3 separate regions of the Zea mays genome follow, and all the other regions are linked to region 1. Evidence: chromatin contacts called from public Hi-C data. All regions are on one chromosome and are shown on one strand. The core of a region is the stretch at or near the end of the contact, and the rest is flanking DNA. Distances in the headings are between cores, read along the strand shown. Region 1 holds the start of LOC100276641. Region 2 holds the start of LOC100383192 (WD40 repeat protein). Region 3 holds the start of LOC100277415.

Evidence for each region. A called contact is a pair of places that touch in the nucleus more often than the background predicts.
Region 2: a contact with region 1 is called in a Hi-C map of leaf, with 5 times the contacts expected there. The contact joins the promoter of LOC100383192 here to the promoter of LOC100276641 in region 1. A contact is called at or near these places in 2 of 25 Hi-C or Micro-C datasets (ear and leaf).
Region 3: a Hi-C map of leaf shows a contact between it and region 1, with 9 times the contacts expected there. The contact joins the promoter of LOC100277415 here to the promoter of LOC100276641 in region 1. A contact is called at or near these places in 2 of 25 Hi-C or Micro-C datasets (endosperm and leaf).

Annotation. Positions count from the first base shown.
Region 1 is chr5:170,884,154-170,887,791 of Zm-B73-REFERENCE-NAM-5.0, reverse strand. It overlaps LOC100276641, which reads left to right and starts at 1,870. Exons shown (of 1, transcript NM_001174570.1): 1 at 1,870-3,212. The coding sequence starts at 2,300. The coding sequence ends at 2,794.
Region 2 is chr5:170,699,556-170,703,570 of Zm-B73-REFERENCE-NAM-5.0, reverse strand. It overlaps LOC100383192 (WD40 repeat protein), which reads left to right and starts at 2,548. Exons shown (of 1, transcript NM_001175855.1): 1 at 2,548-4,015. The coding sequence starts at 2,643. The coding sequence ends at 3,893.
Region 3 is chr5:171,107,514-171,111,349 of Zm-B73-REFERENCE-NAM-5.0, reverse strand. LOC100277415 reads left to right here and starts at 2,193. Exons shown (of 14, transcript NM_001150980.2): 1 at 2,193-2,389; 2 at 2,543-2,817. The coding sequence starts at 2,632.

The DNA.
Region 1 (3,638 bases), core at 621-3,120:
AACAAGAGTAGGAAGGCGTACCGCACCGGAGGGGTCCGGGGATGAATTGCCGTCGCGATTCGAAATTGCTACCACGGCCCAGGGAGCTAGGGACCGGCGCCAAACAGCTTTCACACACCCGCGGCGGCACGGCAGTGGTCACCATGGCAAAACGCGACGAGAACCTCCGGTGGGTGGGCCGGGCCCGGGCGCGCGGGAGTAGTAGTAGTGAGTACGGGGCCCGGCCGGTCGACATAATGGTCATGATGTTTATCCACGACGCTTTGTTTTTTCTTGTCCCTTGTCGTGCTTGCAATCACGCACGCCTGACCTGTTCCGCCCGATATTTTCATCGGGTGGACGATGGATAAACAATGCAAGCCGGCCACTTGCAGAGACACGACACCGGCTGATAACTTGACGGGTGAGGACCGAAACCTAGGACGAGGAAGGAGTTCAGCAAGCAGTGGCGAAGACGCAACGGCAATGCGTCTGATGGCAGCCCGGAGTCTCCCGGCCAGGTCGCTAAGGATAACGCGTCCGACGATGGACGGCAACTCTAAACTTCCATCTTGTGAATTGTGATGAGCCCATGCCTTGGATGGCTGCCTCAGAAAATCAGACGTCAGGACGAGGAAGTCGCATGCGCCGCTGAGCCGGGCTGAAGGCATCCGGAGACGCTGCGGAGCCGCGGAGGAGGCATCGCCCACCGAGTACCGACCGTGTGATTCCGTGAGGTGCCACCTGCCACGCACCGTCCATCGACGTTGGTGGTGGCTCGCAGGAGCGGCTTTGGACCCAGGGTTCACCGTCCTGCTGACCACGCGGAAGCCGGCGCGCAGCCATCGGGGCTTGCCGACCCGTTCGGCCTAAAATTCGCGTGTAGAAGAGTGACCTCACGTGGTAGAGATGATAATAGATTGTGATTTAAATGTTTCTTTATAATTTATTAAGTTTTAAATTATTTCTAGTTGAAAAATAAAATAGAAATAAAATCTGATCCTAAATTGATCTTTAAATTTTATAGTATACATTATATAACCTATCGTCACACTAGACGTGGGAGAGGACTTCGGCACCGTCCGGCGTCGTGGCGGCGCCGTGGCTACCGGCTATCCCGTCACTGCGGTGCGGGGTAGGGGAGGCCGCATCCACACAGTCACAATCGATCGGTACGTCGGTCACCGGCGGGACGGTACTAGTGGCCCGGGAAGCGTCAGAGCGGGACGGCGCTTGTATTGCTCCGTTGAAAAACCGGTGGAGCAGGAGATCCAAGTAGGCAGTACGTACGTTGCTGCAGCCTGCAGCCCGCAGTACAAGCTTGTGATATATTTTTCTCTATCTTGATTGTATATATCCTTATCTTCCCTGTTTGCATAGGAGGAAAAATCTCCGTCTCCATCGCCGCGAAAGATCGCGGTAGAGATTTTGGTCCATCGTTTGTATAATAGAGTTTGAATATGTGGACGAGTGAATAAACTGATGCAGATAATAAAAGCAGTAAAGATATACAAGGAGTACAATACCCACAAGTACGCGTGTAAAACTAGGCAGTGCGCACGTAGCAGCAGGCCAGGAGCGTGTCCTCTCCGCCGGGCCCGAATGGATCCAAATCCGTTGCCGCGCAAACGACGAGATCCGGGGTGGGGGAGGGGGGGCAGCGGTTACACCGCACCGGAGGGCATCGGCGTCCTCGTTTGGATCCAGCCCAGCGAGGGTGAAGGGCTGTGCGCCGATGGCCTGTGGGCCCGAGGGGCCCACGGGTTGGGTTGGCGGAGGGATTCCCGGGCAGCCCCTACCCGGCCTGCCCGCGGGCACCTCTGCTCTGACCTCTCGCCGGCTATAAAACGGGCGCCAAGGCCTGGATAACGCAGTTTGCCGCTCTGTGAGCCTGCTGCCGTCTTCTTCCGCCGCCGCCGCCGTCGTCTTCGTCCGTAGGTAGCCTCCTCTCTCCTGTCCTCGCTTGATCTTATCTACTAGTAGTACTCCTGATGAGACGCTAAGAAATCTCGCTTATATTATGTTAACCCTGAAACCGAAAGTGAGTCTTGTGCAACTGTAAAAACTGGGACGTCACTGAACGAACGATAGCCTGGGTTCGTTCGGTCGTAGTGGAGGATACAGCAACATCCTCTTAAGTTGAATTTACGAACGCAGTTAATTTGTTTCCCTGTGCCGTTCGCTGCGTTACGCACAAGGATCTTTACTCCTGGATTTCAATTTATTTATTTTCCCCCCGCATTTAAGTATTGCGGCTTGCCTTGCCTTGCCTTCTGGATGTCGCGTTGCGCCGCTGGCTGATGATGGCCTATGTCCTGGCATGTGCAGCAGATCAGAGAGCGGGGAGGAAGAAAAAGCGATCGATGGCGTCCAACTACGTGGACACGACGGGCGAGGAGGGACGGTTCCACGGCCCTCACAGCCACAGCACCAGCACGACCCCGACGGGCGGCGCGGCGGCGGCGGCGGCATCGCCGCGCAACTTCCGGCGCAGCTTCTCCTCCGCGTCCTCCGCGGGCCACAGCCACGGCGGCGGCGGCGGCGGGGCCAAGTGCGTGTGCGCGCCCGCGACCCACGCCGGGTCGTTCAAGTGCCGGCTCCACCGCACCAACTCCCAGGGCCACGGCCACGGCCACCCGCACCCGTCCCCGCCGGCCTCCCCCGCCGCGCCGGCGCAGGGCGTCTCGTCTTCCGCTTCCTCCCGCACCGTCGAGGCCCTGTGAGTGTCCGAGGCCAAAGACGGGCGAGGCGTGGGGAAAGTGAGAAGATGATGGGATATACTTGTCGTGTCAGTCTGTCAGAAGGAAAGGAGTGAAGCTATTATTCCCTCTTGTTGTGATCCGCGCTGTTTTGCCTCTTCCCCCCTACCCGTTTCCTCCCTTCGTGCTGGTTGTGGTTCTAAATTCCTGATTGCCGGCCGTCCCGCCTTCTTCCTTGCCAAGACGAGACTCTCCTCCTCCTGCCACTGCTACCGCTGCTCCTCTCAACTGGTGAACTGGATCCTGATTTGGGGAGAAGGTTAAACTGGATGCCTTTCCATGTAATTAATTGCCTCTCTTTACCATTCTACGTGCTACTAGTATTGAAGTATCATCACCCTTGTTGTGTCCTTCTGTCTGTGGTGTGATGGTCATGGACTCATGGTCTGTGTTTCTTCGGTGAAGAGTTCGTACCCGTACATAAAAGATCTTCAATCAGTGGCCGGTTTGGTACCTGTTTGGTTCAGCTTTTTTCTGACCAGCTTTTCTGAAAATCTGGCTGTGGTGAGAATCTGGCTGTGGGGAGAATCTGAGTATAATTACGATTACGTGTGGAGGAAGATAAAGTTGTTTATAGGGCTCAGGATCTAGAAAGTGACGGATTCCTACTATTACAACGACTCAACCGATTCTGTTACAACGACTCAACCGATTCTGTGTTTATGTTGATTTTGGATGGTTTTTGTCCCAACGAATTTTATAGAAGCTGACTGAAAAGCTGAGCGTTTGGCAGTCCGCAGCAGCTTTTGGTGGCCAGAAGCTGACAGAAGCTGAAACAAACAGGGCCTTGGTTAGATTTCTTGAGGGGAGGTGCAAGGCACCACAGCTGAAGAAGCCCTGAGTCGAGGGCGAAGATGACGACGTGATGTGGCTATCGCTGGTTGCTGCTAGTGCTAGGTC
Region 2 (4,015 bases), core at 1,299-3,798, 180 kb after region 1:
TTGGAAGCACGAGGCAGTCGCTAGCCTCGGTACTGGCGATCACCCATTCAGCCTGCCAGTTTTCCCACCTCGCGCCGCTGAGGGAGGAGATATAGGAGCGGGCTAAATCCACCCTTGTCTGGAAATAATACGCTCTGAGATGGTCCTTGGCCTTCCCGGACTTCACCAGCACGAAAAAATGGTGGAAGAGAGAGGTGCACGGTGCCACCCCCACGAACATCTCACACAGGTGGGCAAAGATGGCCGCCTAAAGAATGGAGTGGGGTGTGAGGTGCTGGAGCTGGAGACCGAGGTCCTCCAACAGTAACATGAAGAAGGGGGAAATCGGCAACGTCAACCCGCACGAGATATAGGAGACAAAGAGCACGAACTCCCCGGCAGCGAGATCGCCAAGGGGGGAAGCGCCGGCCCAGATCCTACAGGCGAGCAACGGCGCGCTCCATCCGAGCATGAGGCACACCGTGTTGAGCCTCCTCTCGGACTGGTAACGCTCGGGATGAGCCAGAGAAGCCATGGCTGCTATGACGGCGAAAGGCAAATAAATGTGAGTACGACAGAGGCGTAGAGGACTCAGAGGAGGAAGGACGCAACAGTTGAAGAAAAGTGCGAATGCGAAACTGCTGGCCGCGGAATAAGTCCCTTTCTCTCAAAAAGGGCTCTTCCGCGCGCGTCTCAACTCCATCCAGCGCACGCCTAGTACTCACAGGGACTCGGTCCCCGACATGGGGGCCCAGGTCCACATGTCACGTACTTGGAGAACCAGCCTCCGAGTGCATGGAAGACGAGCCGTCCCTCCCCGGAAGCAAACCGTCACGCAGGACCGCACGTCGCCTAGGGGCCGCTGAAAGATATTTTTGAGGCGGCGGCAATAAGACGCCCCGCGCGCAGCCCGACGAAACCGGCGGAGGCGGGGGCCACGTACCTGCCAGCTGTGGGGACGGACGGGGCAGGCGGCTCGACTAAAGACAGATTGACAACAATTATGACAACAAGTGCCCAGAAATGGCGCGTCAACCAGGCTTTAGCCCCACCTACAGGGTCGTAACCTCCCCTGAGGCGGGCCCGGGGGCCACTGTCGGTACCCTGGAACAGGGGTACCCCTTACTATAGTAAGAAGGCGCGGTAAAACGCGCCTTACCCCGCCACGGGGGCAAACTCCGAGGCCGCCAGGATCCAGACCCCCGTGAGAGGATGCCGGACCCCAACATACCTAATTGGGATCTCAGTGTTCCCCTAAGACGGAACCCGGACCCCTCTAGGTGAGGTCCGGACCGTCCACAACGAGATCTCGGGGCGAGGTGTACCTTGGCTTAAGTCAGGGGCGTACAGGGGTCCGGCACAGACACCTGTCGGGATCTTGCCAGGCACGCCTACGCTCCCCGCCCGCGCGGGGAGCCAGTACTGCCACGTGGCCTGCGGACCGTGACGAAAGCCGGAGAGCAGGGCCTGACGTAAGGCTTCGGGGCCACGCGATCTCTGCATTTATTGCGGGAGATAGCGCGCCGCCTGACCGCCCTGCAGAAAGGCAAAGTGCCGACTCGGCATTTAATGCGCCTCGTCCACTCTGGTGGCAGATGTCGACCAGACCAGACGACATGCCTGTCCAATCAAGCAGCGGGCAGTACGCCCACGCCGCTGTACGCGCGTAGTGGTCATCATAACTTGGACGATACCGAGGAACCTTTGGCAGCACGCCAAGTCTACTTAGGCAGTAGATGTCAAGGCGCATGGAGATATCTCAAGGTGACCAACATTAGTTGCTCCGGGTATTCTAACCTTATGTCTCTGGGCCCGCATGTCGGGGTTCAAGGTCTCTTTGTGCATGCCCCCCTTCAACTATAAAAGGGGAGGCATACGATGTTACACGCAGACACAAGCTCAGACTCGCTAAGCTCATACAAGCTCCCAAACAATACAACTCACAAGTGGAGTAGGGTATTACGCTCCGGCGGCACGAACCACTCTAAATCCTTGTGTGTTCTTAAGTTCTTCCTGTTCATTCCAACGATCAAGTGAAACGCTGAGCCCCCCTCATCTTAGGATTTAGGGCGGGTGCACTCCGCCACCCGGTCGGAGATTTACTCTGTGACAGATATATTAAAATTTAAAAAAAATTATTTCCATTTTATGTTTTTGTTATCATGTTTTAAAGTTCTTCGTTTTGTTTCCTTATAACAAATCTATTTGGTGGACCTATATGTGCTTGTACTCAGATGCAGTACATGATATGATGTATTATAATTTTTTTTTGTTATTTTTCTACCTTAACACAAGGTGGTTGGTAATTATTGCCCAATTTTGATTACTTTATGTTACAAGAGTAGATTACATGAGTGGCCGATAAGCACTGTATTTTAATATACACGGTGGATTTGTTCGATGTTAAAACTTATGTAAAAATTCTTAACTTTAAAAGATGATAAAAACATAAAATAAAAAATAGATTTTTTTATTTTAACATATATCTTAGCCAGGTACGTACGTTCACCTAGTATGGGCTATGTGACGCTTTCACTGCACACTACAATCAATCAGCCGGCTTTTCCTCTCTTCCCCTCGACAGAAGCCCCCAAATCCGATACCTTCCCCTATCCACCTCGAGTCCCTTCCTTCCTTAGCGGCGGCGCGAAGGCGGCGGAGCCATGGGCGGAGTCGGCGAAGGTGACGCGTGGGCGGATCAGGAGCAGGGCAACGGCGGGGGCAGCCGTGGTGTTGGCGGTGGCGGCGGCGAGGCGAAGCGGTCGGAGATCTACACGTACGAGGCCGCCTGGCACATCTACGCGATGAACTGGAGCGTGCGGCGCGATAAGAAATACCGCCTTGCCATCGCCAGCCTTCTCGAGCAGGTCACCAACCGCGTCGAGGTCGTCCAGCTCGATGAGGCCTCGGGTGACATCGCCCCCGTCCTCACCTTCGACCATCAGTACCCGCCCACCAAGACCATGTTCATGCCGGACCCGCACGCGCTCCGCCCCGACCTGCTCGCCACCTCCGCCGACCACCTGCGCATCTGGCGCATCCCGTCCTCCGACGACGCCGAGGACGGCGCCGCCTCCGCCAACAACAACAACGGCTCCGTCCGCTGCAACGGCACCCAGCAGCCGGGCATCGAGCTACGCTCCGAGCTCAACGGCAACCGCAACAGCGACTACTGCGGGCCGCTCACCTCCTTCGACTGGAACGACGCCGATCCGCGCCGCATCGGTACCTCCTCCATCGACACCACCTGCACAATCTGGGACGTCGAGCGCGAGGCCGTTGACACCCAGCTCATCGCCCACGACAAGGAGGTCTACGACATCGCCTGGGGCGGCGCGGGGGTCTTTGCCTCCGTCTCCGCCGACGGCTCTGTTCGCGTCTTTGATTTACGGGACAAGGAGCACTCCACAATCATTTATGAGTCTGGTTCAGGTGGCAGCAGCGGCGGCGGTTCCAACTCTGGCGCCGGAGATGGTGGGACTGCGTCCCCGACACCACTCGTGAGGTTGGGCTGGAACAAGCAGGACCCAAGGTACATGGCCACCATCATCATGGACAGCCCCAAGGTGGTTGTGCTTGATATCCGCTACCCAACACTGCCAGTGGTAGAGCTACACCGTCACCATGCCCCTGTCAATGCCATTGCGTGGGCACCTCACTCTTCTTGCCACATCTGCACAGCTGGGGATGACATGCAGGCACTGATATGGGATTTGTCGTCTATGGGAACTGGTAGCAATGGCAGTGGCAATGGGAATGGTAACACAGCCGCTGGAGCAGCAGCAGAGGGCGGTCTTGATCCCATTTTGGCATATACAGCAGGGGCAGAGATTGAGCAGTTGCAGTGGTCGGCGACCCAGCCTGACTGGGTTGCAATCGCATTCGCCAATAAGCTTCAGATTCTCAGGGTCTGATTTCCTAGTTCCACCCTGTTTCAGTGAGGAGTAAAAAATGCTAAACTTGGATAATGAGCTGATGCCCGGAGGATAATCTTGCAATTGCTTTACTGTTGCTTATTTATGTTGTGGACAACTGA
Region 3 (3,836 bases), core at 944-3,443, 220 kb before region 1:
CATGTCGTTCAACGACAAAGAGAGCAACATGTCAACATCTGGTTGAGCAATGTATAACTGAGATTTATATCCTTAAATCATTTGGTAAGGTCTTTTGCTTACTAATAGAATCCCAATGTGTGATATCTTCTATGCCAAAATGGCTTTCATGCATTATATTATATATCTTCGGGTTACTTCGGGTAAAACTTTATGCATGAGGAGAGAACGGAAAATGAACTTATCTGTGTTTCATTGTATTTTAATTTAATTTCCCAGATTTACAAGCACTATAGAGCTTGGTATAGTTGTTATGGCCACTTGGCGATATATAAATATGCCACACAACACAGTCAAATAAAATATAGAGCCAAACAAAATTGTTTATGAAGGTTGCGCATAATATGACTTCAGGACCTTGAACAACCCACCACAATCCACGCGAGTACAAGCTCTAGCGTATCTAGCATCAACGTGTGTGCGGCCATCAGGGCTACGACAGTATAGCAAGCCTTCGTAATAAGCGCAACAGGCACAATTATGGCTCGATAATTGGGGTACACGATAAATCCACGCAACATGCGCAACAGACGCAATTGTGGCTCGGTGATAACGACAGACGAACCGTGCCTACAGGGCATGCAAAAAATACGTGACTCGGCGATGCCGGTCCAACTCAACAGGAGTGGTCCGATTAAGCGAGAGTACAACATAGCAGTAATCACATGACGCAACCAAGTTCGTACGACACAAATATTGCGTCGTGTTGCCAGGGCGCAGCCAGTGCCCAGCCAATGCCATAATTCGGTCGATTAATAATGTAGTCTGATCGACGTGTCTGAGTACCCACTATACAATTTAATCGCTCGACGTGAGCCCAAAAGTTCAACGCAACACAAATATTTAGAGCGATTTGAGTATACACAATATAACCTTCACATGCATTTTAATAATTTTCTGCTAATTATTTACTACGGGAAATAATTATTAATGCAGAAAAAATGAACACAATAATTAATACATGAACATAACACATCAGGTGTAAAAGACATTTTCCATATTCAAACATGCACTAATTATTTACTGCGGGAAATAATTAATTAAAGTAGAAATGGTAACATAAAACATGTTTTATTCTACTTGTTATTTACAACACGAAATAAATAACATAGAGCATGCATGTAAATTAAAATTATACCAAAGTTTCTTAATCCAACAGAAATTTAAATGAAAAAATTATGTCCTCGTACGGATGCCACTTTGTTAGGATCTTTAACTGACACATGCAAATTTCACACGAGTAGTTGGGGCGGCTGCATGGGTCCTCCTTGCATGCACGCATGCAACACACGCTCGGCCATCAGTTCATCCTCATGCAGCCGCACAACAATAGGACTGAAGTGGTCTTCATCTCCCCATGCAGCCGCACAAGAATAGGACCCCACTGGTCTTCATCTTCTCATGCAGATGCACAAGAATAGGACCGAACTGCTCTTCATCTCCGCACTGGCTGTGCGGGTGCGGCTCCCAGCGCAGCCTGGCTCTGACGCGACTGCAGACGCAGGTGCTGCTCCTGGCGCGACGGCCAGCACGACACGACTGTCGGCACGGCCTGCACCGGCACGGCTGCCAGGGCCGCGTGACTGCTGGCGTGGGTGCGGCTCCTGGCGCGGCCTCATGCCTCAGCTCAGGCGCAGTGCACCACGACAGCGATGGCAAGTTCGTCGCACACAAATCGTAGCCCGTGCACAGCAACAGATCAAGAACAGTAAACATACCGTTCGATTGCGTAGAGGGAGAATCGAAGCCTGTCGCGTAGGACAGTTCGGCTAGGCCGAAGACCTGCCGGATTGACGGAGAGTTGATGCAGATCTGATCCAGCAGCAACGTCGAGGTAGAGCGTGCTGATAACGTATTAAGAACTACGTTACCACGGACCACCAGATCCGCTCCCTTCCCTCCCGTCAGCAGTAGAGGCGTAAGAAGATGTAGAGAACCCGTCTCCCTTCCCATAAGCACGACAGAGGAAACACACGAGACACTGGATATAGGGTTGGGCCTCTGGCCTCTTTCTGATCTCTGTATTATGAGAGGGTGTACAGGTTCCTTATATAGAGATGTGAGACCCCTCAGGGGCAAAGCAGGTATTTGCCCACATAACCCTAAGGTTACTTAACACCAACGACCGTCCAGTTCCAGTTCCAGCGGTCCGAGCGAGATCGATCGCCCCTCCGCAAGGCCGCAACAACAGACGCGGCAAGCGGGTACAAGGGAGTTCTTCTGGAGGCGCGGGAGATCACGCGAGTGTGTTGCGCTTGAAAAGAAGAAAAAAACAGGCAGGGAGGAGGGAGTCCCGTTCCCGAACCCGAACTACAAGCCAGCGCAACTGCTGCTGCCGCCGCCCGCCCAGGTAAGGCGGAGGCGCGGACCGGGAGTTCTCCTTTTTTTTCTACCGATCTAATCTAGCAGTTTTCTCTCTCGATCGGTTTGCCTGGTCTCGTTCTCCCTCTCCCGTATCTGAGTCTGTTTATGGCGGCGGCGGCGTCGGCGGATGGAAATGCAGCAGGAGGAGCGAGGGCATTGCCCGGCCCCATCGCCGTCGCGCCGTCGCCGTCGCCGCGCTGCAGGCAGAGGAGGACGGCGCCGGCCAGCATGGGCGGGTACGAGCTCGTCAGGAGCGACGACGCGGCGGGCGCCGCGGGAGCCGACCTCGAGTCCGGCTCCGGCGCCAGCAAGGTCGCCGGCGCCCCGCCGCCCTCGCCGGCCCCGTCGGCGTCGCCCGCCGCGCGGCAGCAGCGCCTCGCCTCGCTCGACGTCTTCCGCGGCATAACCGTCCTGGTACGCCCGCCCCTCCTGCTACTACTCATACTTACTCATTCCATATGGCACACTAGCGGATGGATTCTCGAACGGATTGGATTCTCGCTTCTCGATCGGTCCGTTGCTAGCGAGCTGCCATTACCGTCGCTCGCTCGGCCGCTGCGCTTTCGTTTTCGCGCATCCATGGGCACGGACAGAGGGCGGGGGGGCATCGATCGATCGACCGACGGACCGACCGACCCAGGCCACTCATTCACTCATCATGCGCCGCCGTCGTGATGAAGGGCGTGGAGTGTCTCCAACTGTCGCGTGCCCCCATGATCGATCCCGCCCTCCCGCGCGCCCGCTTGCTGTTTCTCATCTCTTCTGTTCTTCGTGCCATTCAGGACTGCCCCCGCCCCCCCCACAGCTTTGCTTGCTTTTGGGTGCAACAGTGCATGGCCCTTTCGCAAAAGAGAGAAGAAAAAAAAGAACAATCTTTTGTTTCACTCATTGCTCATGGTCGCCTGGTCAGTGGTCACTAGCCATGTCTTTGTACACGCCATTAATACGGCCTTTTAGGACAGCTTCGTCAGCTCCATATACAAGGGGGAAAAACAGATAAATCGACCCCACGATAAATTATCGCTCTATGAAATTCAGATTCCCCAGAACAGTAAATTCAACATTCTTCTCCATCAGACTCAGATTAGCGACGTTAAAAGAAATCAAGCACTACTGCCGCTCACTTTATCAGCGCTCAACTAGAGCCATGCATCCGCGACGCGCCCTCGCCTCGCCCTCGGTCAGTCCCGCCCGCGTGTATGAGATGATTTTAACTTTTCCGTTTGAAGAGCTAACCTAAACAGTCCCGAAGAAAAACAAGACGACAAAGCGAGGGGAATCCGGAGTTGAGGATCAATTGGACCAAGGAGACAAAACGTGCAGCTGCTTACCAAACCATCATGCCCACAGGAGCCGCGTCGAGCCGTATCCCTATGGCATGCTGCTGCTTACTTGCCAGCTTTAGGCACCGTACGGACTCTGTTTTTTTATTT